2 separate regions of the Sus scrofa genome follow, and region 2 is linked to region 1. The links are chromatin contacts, called in public HiChIP or PLAC-seq maps. All regions are on one chromosome and are shown on one strand. Each heading gives the region's core, a stretch centred on a gene start, on an enhancer-like site or on the middle of the called end of the contact. The rest is flanking DNA. Distances are from core to core; before and after follow the strand shown. Region 1 has its middle 28 kb from the start of HLF. Region 2 overlaps MMD (monocyte to macrophage differentiation associated).

Evidence for each region. HiChIP or PLAC-seq counts read pairs in DNA pulled down with a chosen protein or histone mark.
Region 2: a contact with region 1 is called in an H3K27ac HiChIP or PLAC-seq map of skeletal muscle. The contact joins two enhancer-like sites. A contact is called at or near these places in 1 of 47 Hi-C or Micro-C datasets (skeletal muscle) and 1 of 2 datasets of contacts at active chromatin or transcription factors (skeletal muscle).

What each region holds. Positions count from the first base shown.
Region 1 is chr12:31,557,714-31,564,721 of Sscrofa11.1, reverse strand. No RefSeq gene overlaps it. Among named protein-coding and RNA genes, the nearest start is that of HLF, 28 kb to the left of the region's middle. Within about 2 kb of position 4,236, at least 48 of the 83 cell types and tissues checked have an H3K27ac peak or open chromatin away from gene starts, as enhancers often do. A contact at or near this core is called in skeletal muscle, where this site is marked.
Region 2 is chr12:31,694,374-31,701,381 of Sscrofa11.1, reverse strand. MMD (monocyte to macrophage differentiation associated) reads left to right here. Exons shown (of 7, transcript NM_001044595.2): 7 at 3,621-5,533. The coding sequence ends at 3,821. Among named protein-coding and RNA genes, the nearest start is that of MMD, 26 kb to the left of the region's middle. Within about 2 kb of position 2,796, at least 5 of the 83 cell types and tissues checked have an H3K27ac peak or open chromatin away from gene starts, as enhancers often do. A contact at or near this core is called in skeletal muscle, where this site is marked.

The DNA of each region.
Region 1 (7,008 bases), core at 2,987-5,486:
TCTGTTTCATATGTTTCCTTCTTTTTTTTCTTTTCAAAAAACCATTGAATCAATTGCAGACAAATGGCCTTACAGACCTACAGATACCACCAGATCCCTTCCACTTTGCCCACCCCTTAATCAACACCCCTATTAAGCAGGAAGAAGCTACAGAAGAAGAGACCTCCATCCCTTTTCCTATTAAAAACAGGGAGGAATCATAGGTAGGAAATGAAACAAGACCTAAAAGGACAAAAATCAGCATAACCCAGCAGAATCCAGACTTGCAGACTCCTTCTTATGAGCCGACCCATATAATGGATAGAGTTCCCTAGAACAAAGACAGCCCCAAGCCTGCAGACTACATGGCTTAACAAAATGACACCTGTCTATAAAAAACCAAGCACTCCCTTGTGGGGAGGAGCCTGAGTCTTGCTTGAGCTCCTAACTCACTCCGTTGGTCAATGAACTCTACTTTCAATCTCATTGCTCCAGCCTCAGCCTCCTTCCTCCCCACCATTCTAACACCAAGAAGTGTTAAGAGGGAAAAAAAAAAAAAAAAGGTCTGCCTGAAGAAGATTCTTTAGCAAAGTTGCCCTTCTTCACAAAGAGTAAAATAACCAAAGCTACCTTTACATTTACCTTCCTGTTATCAATGTAAAGTGTCCCTTGAGAACAGATATTTAAGAGAAGATTTACCCTGAGCTTCACTGTGTGCAGGTTTTCTGGATCTATACTCAGAAGCATGCTCTTCCAACCTCAGTCTCTCTGTCCCTTCCTCAGCCACACACACACACACACACACACACACACACACACACGCACACGCACGCACATGCACACACACGCACGCACGCACGCCCCTGAAACAACAACTAGAATAAGACTTAAAGTCTGATATTAAATAATCCACATTATATCATTCATATCTTGGAAGTTATGAGCTGAATTGTGCCCCCACCTCTGCCAATTTCATGTTATTAATTCCCAGACCCCAGCACCTCAGAATGTGTTTGTATTTGGAACTAGGATCTTCAAAGAGGTAAGTTAGTTAAAATAAGGTCATGAGGGTGAGTACTAATCCAATACGAATGGTATCCTCATAAGAAGAGGAAATTAGGAGTCACACACCAAGGGAAGTTCATATGAAAACATAGGGAGAAGGAGTTCCTGTTGTGGCTCAGTGGTTAACAAGTCTGACTAGCATCCATGAGGATGCAGATTTGATCCCTGGCCTTGCTCAGTGGGTTAAGGATCCAGCATTGCGTGAGCTGTGGTGTAGGTCTCAGACGTGGCTCTGGATCTTGCTTTGCTGTGTTTGTGGCAGAGGCCAGCAGCTACAGCTCTGATTGGACCTCTAGCCTGGGAACCTCTGTATGCCACAGGTGAGGCCCTAAAAGCAAAAACAAAACAAAACAAAACAACAAAAAACAAAAAACAACACAGGGAGAAGACAGCCATCTACAAGCCAAGATGAGAGATCTCAGAAGAAATAACTTTGCTAACACCTTGATCTCAGACTTCTAGCCTCCAGAACTGTGAGAAAATGAATATCTGCTCTTGGAGCCACCAGCCTTACCACTCAGTGGTTTTTTTTTATTGGGGTTCCCCTATAAAATGAATGCATTGGATCAATGTATTCATCTGCCATGGAGGTAAGATTTAATCCTATTCTTTAACAAGTTCATGCTCAGAAGGGAATGCCCCTGTCATCATTTTGACCCTTTAGTTAGAATAAGGACTTTGGCCTGGTATCACTTAGGCATGGTATCACTTTAGGAGGTTCTGCTGGCAAATAACAGGTAATCTAACTCTAATGACTGAAGTAACAAATGGGATGTGTTTGACTCAAACAAATGAAATAGAGGTAGTGCAGGCTGCAAGGGAAGTTTGATCAGGGTGAGGCCTCCTCTGCCCCTCCTTATTTATCAGGTGTATGGTTGGGTTGGCTTCCCTTAAGGTAGAAAGACAGCATCAGTAGTTACATATGTTTCTTTATCCCCATCCAAGGATAAAGAATGTCATCCTGTAACCACTAAAAACAAGTTCAGGCTTCTTCTGATTGAACAGTCATTGTTACACTAATAATAACAACAGCAGTATCAACAACAAATGTTCTCCAGCTCTTAACATGTGCCAGCCAGCCTTCTAAGTGCTTTTGCTGAATTAACTCTTTTAATCCCCATAAGAAGAGCAATGGGACTACAATGATTTGTTAATTCAATCAAGGTCTGAGGGCTGAGGGGAGGTAAGTCCTGCCCCTCAAAGTATAACACGCAGAATGGATATTAGGGAAGCAACCACAATATGAACTATAATCATGTCTGCAAAATCGTAACTGCACCAGGCTTCTGGTTACCTTAACCATCTAGCTCAATACAGGCAAAAAAGTAAGATATGTCCTGCTTTCATTGTCCACATTACCTAAATTACTTTCCCCTAAATGTCCTTTTGAGTGTCACAGCTTTGTTTTTTCCTTGCAGGTACAGATGCCAACAGAGAGCAAGCTGGGAAGCATGCAGGTTTCTGGAACTTAGTACCCAGACTCATGACCTTCTTCCTATAAGTTATAGTGGCCTTTCAGGTCAGTCTCAGGGCTTCTTTGATTCTGCTGCTTTTCTGACATTTTCAGAGAGGTGTGGAAACTTCTAATCTTGTTCTGGCTTGTGTGAAGCTACTTTCTCTGTTCTCTTGATTCACAAGAAAGGAGCAATCAGAGAGAGCATTAGTGCTTCTTTAGTAGGTATCACTCTTATCCTTCCCTTCCCTCGTACGTTGCTACCCAGTTCCCCATAAGGCGGAAATGCACTGATCTGCCAATTTTTTTTCCATTTTTCAAACTTGAATTCAATTAGAATTGTATCATGGGTCACAAAAACTACACATGCAATGTATTATGATTTATGGCATTCTAGTAAATCATGGGTTCATTTCATTAAGCTTCATTGATTTGAAATGAGTAGCAGGCAATTTACTGCCTGAACACTAAGTATTTAAATTCTACATTGCTACAAATTACTACAACTTTTTTTTGGAAAATAGTTTGACAGTGCTTTATCAGAAGTTACAGGAGTTCCCTGGGGGTTCAGTGGGGTAAGGATCCAGCAGTTGTCACTGCAGTAGCTTGGGTTGCTGCTGTGTTGCAGGTTCAACCCCTGACCTGGGAATTTGGGCACCCCATGATGTAGCCAAAAAAGAAAAATAAAAAAGAAGTTACAAAATATTTCTGCCTTCTTTCTAGCCATCCTATTCCTAGGATTTACTTTAAAATGGAGGGGTAAAAGCGTTGTGCACAACTATGTTCATTAAAGACTGGTTTAGAATAACATAAATGGAAACTGTATACATTCCAACTACATGTGCTGGCTAAGACAATTATAGTAAAGGACTCCATGAGGGAAATATTATGTAACTATTAGTAGTTCCCTTTGTTTGGAACACTTCTCCACCCCCCTGCCTTACTTTTCTGCCAGCTAACTCCCACTTAGCCTTCCAGACTGAGGGTACCCACCCCTGCGCTTGGGTGCCCCTTCCCTGTGCTTATATAACACCTGGGCACACCTCTGTCAAGGATTTACAGCCGACGGCAGCGTAGCCCATTGACTTGGCTTCCTCTTCTTCCACTGGATTGCAACCCACTGTGGCAGAGCCCGTTGTGCAACAAGTTAAAAAGCAGAAAGGGAGGGGGCAAGACCTAAAATTAACTCCAAATACATAAAACTCAGGCTTCAGTTGATTCAGGGCCGCCTTCACACCCCCAGGCCCATCAGCACCACTATCACCTCTTAAATCTCTAGTGGAAGGTGAGAAATGTGCTTAAAATCCTTGTGGGGACATGTGGGGGAGGGGTGGAAGTGGCAAGGAGGGCAGTGGGTAGAAGATGAGAAATGGGGGGCGTAAGAAGATTGCTGCAAATGTCCAGAAGCCTTTCACATTCTTTTCTATTTCCTTTGACAAAGTTCGTTTCCATGTATGGCTGAGTTCCTTTATAACAAACAGGAACCGCAAAGAATCGATGGGATTCTGTTGACACCGCAACGCAATGTGACCTTTCCTCTTTACAGGCAGCATTGCTTCAGAAAGCCGCGTGCGGATGTCAGGAACGTGAGCCCGCTTTCCTGTGTGGGTCATCTCCATCCCGCTCCCAGAGGCACTGCGCGGCGCTCCATTTGCCCGCCCGACTTCGGAGCGGAGCGCCCCAGAGGGAGGAGAACCGGCAAATCCTTTCCGGCGCCGAGAGCCCGCGGACCCCGCCCGCCCCGCCGCGCCCGGCCGTCACGTTGGCTGCGGAGCGCCTGCCGGCTGCGCTCCAGCGGGAGGTGCCGGGGTAGCTGAGGGGAGCTGGTCACGTGACAGGAGGAGTCTGACCTACTTTTCCCGAGGCCGGCGCAGGCGCACATCTCCTCTGCGCGCCGCTGGATGCCTCACGTGGAATCGCACGTGCGGCTCCTCTGCCGGGGCTGCAAGCTCTGCGCCTGCTAATGGAGGGTCGGCGGACGGGCGTGGCTGAGCCCGGGGGCGGGAGACCCAGAGCTTACTCTGCGGATACCGCGATCTTCACCCCAACATGGAACCCGCAGCTTTGAAGAGGTGTTGCGGCGCCTGCTCGCGAATTCATCGAATTTAACATTTCATGAATTCAAAAATGAAAACAAAGTTACTGAACATAAGCCTTTTGTTTGAATCAGCAATTCCACTACCCAGAATTGATCCTACAGATGCGGTCCCACTTCTATGAAAAGTCTCCCTAGAAGGGTAATCATGACACCACTGTTTGACATAGCAGAGGATGGGAACTGCTCTTAAATGTCCAACAGTAAATCTGGTCAAATTCATGGAAACAGAAGTTAGTTTAGGGCTATGTTTGGAATTGTCTGCACTGGTTACAAAGTAATGAACTCTATAGATTCTGATGTGGAGAGACCTCCAAGATACACTGTGATCTAAAAAAAAAATATAAAATGGGGCACAACATTGTGGATGAGTTGTTAACATTTGTGTCATATATATATACACACACACACACACTCATATATATTATATATATTCATAAATGTATAGCTCTGGAAATAGGCACAAGAAATGCAAAGAAAGACGTGGTTGAGGGGGTCAGGAGAAGAAGAAAGATTGATTTTACACTTACACCCTTTGGTAACTTAAATGTGGTACCCTGTGTGATTAATTTATTTTTAAAAATAAAATCTAAAAGAGTTTTTTTAGCACTTACTCTGTGCTGGGCACCAGGTTTCATGTAAATCATTTCCTTCTAGAAGGTTTGTTATGTGCCCTATTTGCTACACTTTATTCTGCTCAGCTTTATTGTAGTGTTTCAAGCTTTCTGAGAAACTCTTGAGAAAAACTGTAATTCCCAAGATACCCATCCAACAAGGCTTCTACATATTTAAGATCCTCTCTCAGTTTTATATCTTAAGGGAGACAACGTAACAGAGGGAGGGCCTCTCAGCCACAAACATTTACAAGATAAAGCCTATAGAGCACTTTTGGATCTGTAATTAACCTTTACCCTCCCAATTACTCTGTGAGTTTGTAACCCAGCTATTATTGTCATTATGGTTATTATATGTCGACCAGTTATAATATATTTGGTTGCCAGTAACACAAAAATCCAACTCTAAGTGGCTTGAACAGGAAACTCATTTAACTGAAGTCCAGGATAGGATGGACTTCAGGGATGGTTTGATTCAACAGCTAAACAATATTGCTAGGACCTGGTTTCCTTCCATCTGTCTGCCATGCCTTCCAAGTGGTCAGCTTCATCTAAAGTTTTGGGAAGTTCTCACTTAATGAAAATGCTTCTTTCACAGAGTCAGCAAGCAGACATCTTTCCTGTACTATTGGCCTGAATTGGGGCAAGGGCCCACATCTGAACCAACAACCATGGCAGGAGATGGAATTATGCTGATTCATTTGGATTAATCCCATGTGTTTTGAGGGGAGCTAGAGGGAACAAGCAAACATACTGGATACAGATGTGGAGAGGCAAACACAATGCCCCTCACAGTGCTTCTATTATTACTATTGCTTTTACTGTCTTTTTTTTTCCCAGGTGTGGATTGAGTGATAGATTTTGGTTTGCCCCAAATTATGCAGCTAGTATAAGTGCATTTTTTCCTGCAATGTACACCTTTGCAGTGAGGCAGTGAGTAAGAGCATCAGATCAGGAAAAATCCATCTCTACGACTAGAAAAACAACTTAAGTTATGGTGAAAGATCAGTGACGTCATTTTGGCAGAACCACATTTATGTGCTATTTCTTCATCCGTACATCCGATACATATTAGACTCCTTCTATATGTGGAAGCACGAGGGCTCTTGGAGGAATATGGAAGACATTCATGACCCCTGAACTCAAAAGGAATACAGTCAGGTTAGGCAAACAAGATAGACACTTGGAAAGTGTTAAATAATGAGACAGCATGCAATTAAGTGCCTAAGAGGATGATAATGCACCGTGGCAGATATTCACAGTAGAGAGAGACCATAAGGCAGAGAATAGTTTAAAAAGGTAACACAGGAGTTCCTGTCTTGGCGCAGTGGTTAACAAATCCGACTAGGAACCATGAGGTTGTGGGTTTGGTCCCTGCCCTTGCTCAGTGGGTTAAGGGTCCGGCATTGCCGTGAGCTGTGGTGTAGGTTGCAGACGCGGCTTGGATCCCGCGTTCCTGTGGCTCTGGCGTAGGCCAGTGGCTACAGCTCCAATTGGACCCCTAGCCTGGGAACCTCCATATGCCGCGGGAGCGGCCCAAGAAATAGCAAAAAATAAAAAAATAAAAAAATAAAAAATAAAAAATAAAAAGGTAACACATTGCTGTGACTGTGACATAGGCCACCAGCTACAGCTTTGATTTGACCCCTAGCCTGGGAACTTTCATATGCTGCAGGTACAGCCCTAAAAAGCAAAAAAAAAAAACAAAAAAAAAAAATAGCAAAAAGAAGAGGGCCTTTAAGGATTGCTCAGCCTAGGTTAGATAAACAGGGAGAAGGGAAGGGCTGTGGAGGTGGTTGGAT
Region 2 (7,008 bases), core at 1,547-4,046, 140 kb before region 1:
ATCCAGCATTGCTGTGGCTGTGGCTGTGGTGTAGGCTGGCAGCTCTAGCTCCAGTTTGACCCCTAGCCTGGGAACCTCCATATGCCACGGGCGCAGCCCTAGAAAGACAAAAAAAAGACGGCAGATGTTGAAATAGCATACAAGAACTTTAAAACACAAGGAGTAAACTGATGAGGAATCTCAGGAAAGAAATGGAACTATTAAAAAAGAGAGCCAAATGGAAATTCTAGATCCAAAAACTGTATGTTAAGAAAAAATTTATTGGAGGGGTTGAACAACAAATGAGACACTGCAGAAGAAAAGATCAATAAACTTTAAAATGAATAGTCAAGCCCCAGACTGGGAGAAAATATTTGTTTTCTCTGTGTATATCCGACAAAGAATGTATCTCAAATATATAAAGCACTCCCAATCAGTAGTAAAAAAGCTAATTCTATAAAAAAAAAGAGTAGAACACTTCAACAGACACTTGACAAAGAAAAAGGTATTCAAGTATCCAGTAGCCCTTGGATAAGTTCTCAGTGTCACTAGTCATCAGGGAAGTCAGGGATATGAAAATTAATACCTCAGCATGCCACTACTACACCCCCTACAGAATGATTAAAATTAAGACTGATGCCACCAAATATCAGCAAGGATGTGAAATAATTAGAACCCTAGTTCATTGCTGGAGTTTGAAATGGTATAACCACTTTGAAATTTGTTTAGCAGTTTATGATTAAAAAATGGAGTTCCTTGGTGGCTCAGCAGGTTAAGGACTTGGCATTGTCACTCCTGTGGTTAAGGTTCAATCTCTGGCCCAGGAACTTAGGCCACAGATGCACCAAAAAATAAATAAATAAATAAATAAAATTAAGCATACCTTTATGACTCAAGCAGTATTATCCAACAGAAACAACAGCATGTATCTACAAAAGGACTTGTAAAATAATATACATATTAAATTTATTCATGATACCCCTCAAATGGAAAGGATAATCAAATGATGTTAAATAAATCAATGGGATACTAAGTAATAGAAAAAAAAGAATGACTTGGTACACAGTAGCACATTCATGAATCTCAAAAACATTGTACACTGTTCATTTCAAAAAAATGAAGCCAGACACAAAAATGTACATAGAGTATAATTCCATTCATGTGAGGTTCTAGAACAAGCTTAGTTTGCGGTAAAAGCAATAAGAAAAGTGGTTGCCTTGGTGGACGGGATTGTCCAGGATGGGGAAGGGGCATCAGAGAACTTTGTGGGGTGTTAGGATACATGAGCGTGAGTATCTTGATGGGGTGGAATGGTTTACATACATGTGTGCATTTTATCAAAACTCTTACTGTTCACTTAAGATCTATGCATTACCCTGTGTAAATTAATCATCTGTTTTTTAAATGACCGCCCCCCCCCAAAAAAGGAACATAAGTTCAGGAGATAGACCACCTTGGTTCTTTGTTCAAATCATGATTCTGACACTTAAAAGCCTCATAGCTTTGGGCAAGTAATTTACCCTCTCTGTGTTCTGGCTTTCTCATCTATAAAGTTGAGATTAAAATAATACTGAAATATTAAATGAGGGTTTCAAACAGGGCCTGATACACAGAAACATATTGACATTGATAATGAAGAAAACATAGCTGGTTTTGTTTGCTCTAGGTTTAACTATGTTCTTGTTCTTTGAGGGTTGATAAAGCAGATGTGCTGTCCTGAAGAACTAACCGTCTATTAACAGAATGTGTGTCAGAACCAGCCTGTGCACTTGGTTTGGTCTCTCATATATTGTTTTAGCAGAAGAAAAAGGAACAGTGTCTTTGGGGCATCGAGCAGCTGTGTGACTTTGTTCAGGTTACTCGTTTCTCTGACCTTCTTAGTGTCTTCATCTAAAATAAGGAGGTTTGGGAAGTTCCCTTCGTGGCTCAGTGGTTAAGGAACCCAACTAGGATCCGTGAGAATGCAGGTTCGATCCCTGGCCTTTCTCAGTGGGTTGGGGATCTGGCGTTGCTATGAGCTGTGGTGCAGGTGGCAGACACAGCTCAGATCCCTCGTTGCTGTGGCTGCTCTGTAGGCCGGCAGCTGTAGCTCCAATTTGATGCCTAGTCTGGGAATTTCCATATGCTACAAGTGCAGCCCTAAAAAGCAGTCAATCTGTCAATCAATCAATCAATCAATAGGAGTTAGTTGAGTGACTCCTCACTGAGGAGTAGATGCCCCTGTGAGAATCCCATGAAAACCTCCTCTCTTAGGAAAATGCCCCTAATACACATACACAGAGAATTGCGTATAATTATAGAATATCAATTGCTTTGTAACCTTTAGGAAATAATGAGTGTGTATGGTGGTTTGTTTTGCTTGTTTTCCTTTTTAAGGAAAACGAAATCTGGCTGATGTCCTACCTTAGCGAGGTTAATGAGAAATCTGGTATCTGTCATTTTGAATTGGCTCCTTCCCTCATTATTTTATCCTACAAAAACCATGGTGCTTATGTGAACTTGAAAATTACAAAAACCATGGTGCTTATGTGAACTTGAAAAATACGGCAGATCCTCACCCTGGCCCTGGATCCTCAGGCCTGGTTCTTGGCACACATCGTCCGTGACTGCCATTGCTCTGGCCTAGGCCCATGGGACCCTTCAAGCAAGTGGTTACAACGAGGCTTCCCCATGTTCCCTGTTGAACTTGGCCACGGGGATCTGCTCCAAGGCTCCCAAAGTCACAGCCACCCAGTGCCCAGTCCTCTAGGTTATCCATACACCTCTCCCCATCCAAGGCCATGCCACAATCTGGCTTAAGTTTCCACTCACCCTACAGAACCTGATACCTTTCTATTCCTAGTCTCCAGGAATCCCAACTTGTTTCTCTATCAGCTTCCTAAGCCTGCCTCTGTTCTCTTCCCCTCTCATTCATACAGCCCAATTTTAATCTTATAAATGGGCCAAGGTCTTTGAAAACCAAAAGTAGTCTACGCGTTCTCCTTTTTATGCTAAAACACACAAGGCTGTTAATTTCCTGCTAAGCTAAGAAACTCCCAGGTGCAAAGACAAAAAGGCCTGGGAACATCCAGAAAGTTAGGAAATATGCCATGTGGTCTCAGGTCTCAGAGGTCACTCCTAGCTGGATTTTCCTGTGTTAGCCATGAAGAAGCAGTAAGCTCACCGAAGCAGGGGGAGAGTCTCAGAAAAGTAATTAGTGTAGAACAGAGTTTGAGGAAGACAAAGGAGTGGAAACCAGGCTGAGAGGTGGATTATAAATGGAGTGGTGTGGGCGTGCCTTAGTAGGGAAAAAAAGCTCTTAAACGGGAAGATGAAAGCCGAGGACTGTACTTTATTAAAACAAATTATCATTCATTTTAGATGCAATCACAGTCTGCTTAAACTTGCTATAAATGAGCAGGAGGTACCACTTTTTACCATGGGACCTGTAACTTGACCGCTCAGTCAGGTCAAGACACTGATCCAGAGGGTAATCTAGGTCAATTTAAGTGTAGTTCATGTTTACAGGTCAGGGTTCTGTCTACGCAGAGCTACTTCATTGTCTAGACAGTTAGGAGGCTTAGGGGGAATTGCAGTGATCTCTTTAGCTTGTCACATCAGAGTAACATCAAAACCTTTTTATTTTTTTCCTCTGTTGACAGAATAACACTGACGGACTCCACGAACTTGCCTGTGGGGGCTTAATTTATTGCCTGGGAGTTGTATTCTTCAAGAGCGATGGCATCATTCCATTTGCCCATGCCATCTGGCACCTGTTTGTGGCCACGGCAGCTGCAGTGCATTACTATGCCATTTGGAAATATCTTTACCGAAGCCCTACAGACTTTATGCGACATTTATGACCAATCTGTACTAGGTCTCCAAACCAGTATTATTTCAATTATGGCACTTAAAAGAGTGAGGTCAGACCTGAAAACTGCACGGAGGAAAAAACAACAAAGAAGACAACTGCACTGACTTTCTTTATATCTTTTGAATATAATTACTGTGAAAGTACAAAAGCTGTGTTCTGGAGTTTTCCCCCTCACAGCAAATAAGTAAAGTTGTGACTTAATTATTCATTCCATTCCACTATTATGAAGGACTCTGGATAGGCTTGGCCAGCTGATGTTTACAAACCAGAATTTTGTATTTTAATTTTACAGATTTTACTACATGATTTTTCTAAATTACCAGGTCAGGTTGTAAAAGTCAGTGCAATAACAAAACTTCCTTTTTAAGAGAAAATGATTTCTATCACTTTCCCATTAGCCGTGTAAAGAATCATGGACAGAACTTACACTACTTTTTACCATGTTTCATCTTGGCATAACGTGGTTATTTTTTAAAATAGAAACTTCAGTTTTTTGTAAATTTTTTAAAAAAATAATTCATTGAAGCGCATCTCTGCGGTTCCTCATTCATGTGAATTTTTGCAGCAAGCTGTCAACATTCCACAAGAGAACAAACATTATACCTCTTCTGATAGTTTTGTGAAGCATGGAGAAATTGCCAATTTTTAAAAACTGCAAGTTTTCCAAAACTTTTCTGCCAACCTCTGACTCCGAATTCCGTGCTGCTTTGGGTCATATACTTGACCTAGTTAGGTGTCCCAGTGATGGAAAAGTATTTTGATATAAACTTTTTCAAAAGATTCAACCTTTTCTCTATGCCTTTGCCATGTTTTCTTCAGGGTCTTTTCTCAACAGCGGATGCCTATTCAGTCTGTATTAGAGTATTGTTGGATTGGCCATCCATAGAAAACTCCTGAAGAGCATTCTGATTACAGAGAATAGTGGTCATGCCTGTTTGGTGCCTAATGGTTAAGTCATTGTCACTTAGCTGTACATTATCAGTTTGATATTCATTTTAAATTGTGGAACTAGATGCATAAATTCACATTTCTACCTTTCCTTTGCATTTCTTGATATACTTTTTTCTTTTTCATAAAAAAAAATATTTAAAGCCTTGTTTGGCAGATAAAAACTCATGTGCCTGTAGTCCATGGGTTGTATCCTGACTCAGTGGAGTGGTATTTAATATGTTGTTTTTGGTTTTCCCTCAGTGTCTTATATTAAGATTAACATATCAGTTGCTTTGTTGGTTAATCTCCTGGTGGTGTTTTAATAAATGAGATAACCTTGCCTTTATATCAGGTGCTGATAGCCTGTTTTCCAGTAATGGGTTTGATCATTGGACTTGTTGGCTTGACAGTATATCAAATTCAATTAATTGAAATATTGTACTGATGTGGCTTTAAATGAGGGTTTATTTTGTGTGTGTGTTTAGAAATCTCTGACTTTGGTAAATTACATGGGAAAGAAGAACAGAAGAACTGCTTTTTTGCTGGTGAATTCTTAAATAGGCAAGGTACCCAGTCATAACACCGTCCAGACCACCCCTTCTGCATGATTCTGAACATCTGGATGCCTGTTGTTTTATTGTGTATATTTAATTTTTAATATATTAACTTTTGTGGATTCATTTGAAGTCTGCTCTAAAGTAACACTGTCAAAAACCACTAAAATGTATATAAAAAATTGTGCTGTAGACTAAAATAAAATTGTTACTTGGATTTGTTCCACTGTCTCTAAATTAGATGACTGTGAAAATGATAATGCGTTTTTGAAAGCTTGAGCTCATCTAGTATTTGTCATTTGTATACTAGCCTTTTTTTTTTTTTTAAAGTCAGGGTGAGAAGACAAATGTGCCCTGTCATCTAGAGCTTTCTAGTCCACTTTTTAATAGTTGAATTACCAGAACCAGTGCAAACATGAAAACCGAACCACAATTTTCAGTTTAAAATATGCTGTCAGGGCCTAAAGATTATAAATTTTATACATGATGTGTCTGTCACAGAGAGGCCTTTTGGTTTAGTTTATATAACATACTGTAAGGCTGGGGTTACATGTTTTTATGTTAGCAAGCAGGCACGTATCATGTTGCAAAGCTAACACTCTGTGAGTGTTAGGTTTCATCTCCCTCTTCTACACAGCAGGAACCAGAGTCAGAGAACTTCCACTGCTTCATCCTTGGCCAGGGATCTAGGAGCAGGAACCCAGGTCCATCCAGTTCCAAAACTTCCTATTCACTTTGTACCACAGCATGTCAGCAAAAACAAATGAGTTGAAAAACTTGAACTGAAAATTGTCAGGCATGCACATGGCAAAGGAAACAAAGATTCACACAGTCTCCATAAACCCTCAGGCAAACCTCTGTCAAGTCTGATTTAGAAGACTGAATGCCTTGAAGCATTATTATTCCCAAGAACTCTGTCCTCTGCTCCACCAGGGTAACTCATCTCTTTTTAGAGCATCTGGCAACCTCTGTGCTGTCACCTTCCTTATCACTATCTGCAGTCTTACACTGGTATCTGAAAGCCAGACCTCTAATCAACTGCCCAGGTGACTCCCACACAGCCCAGCACACTTCACTCGCCTGGTCCCAAACTGAGTTCATTATCTCATCCTTATTCCCCCACCAAATCCATTCCTCTCAAGTGTCCTATCCTGGTTAATGGCATAGCCACAGTCATCTATCCATCCTTCATTTCTCACCCCCCAGATCCAACCAGCTAGCCAGAGCTGCCACCTCCACCTCAGGCCCAGCTCCCCAGTCCAGGTCCTCACCTCCTTCCCACTGCAGGGTCCTAAAAAGCCCAGGTAGCAATCCTCAGACTACTGCAGCCCCTTCTCATCTGTACTCCTGCCACTGGTCACACCTCTACACTGCTACCAGTGTTATCTTCCTGAAAGTCTCTCCCTGCTTCAAAACTGCCACTGACTATGAGCCTATACAACGTAGGCCAATCACCTTCCTGTGGCCTCTTCACTCTTCCTGATCTTCCTCTCCCTGATTCAGCTGAACCCCACAGGCCAGCCCCACCCCAACATCTTGTGCACATGGTGGCTTTGTAACTCTGTTTTGGTACCTGCTGTTCCTGAAACTGGAATGCCCTTACCCCAACACTTCCCCTGCCCTGGAAGCATTTTCTAGGTCCAAGCCTCCACCAGTGCCACCTAGGCCCAGTGAATGGTACCCTCCCCTTTG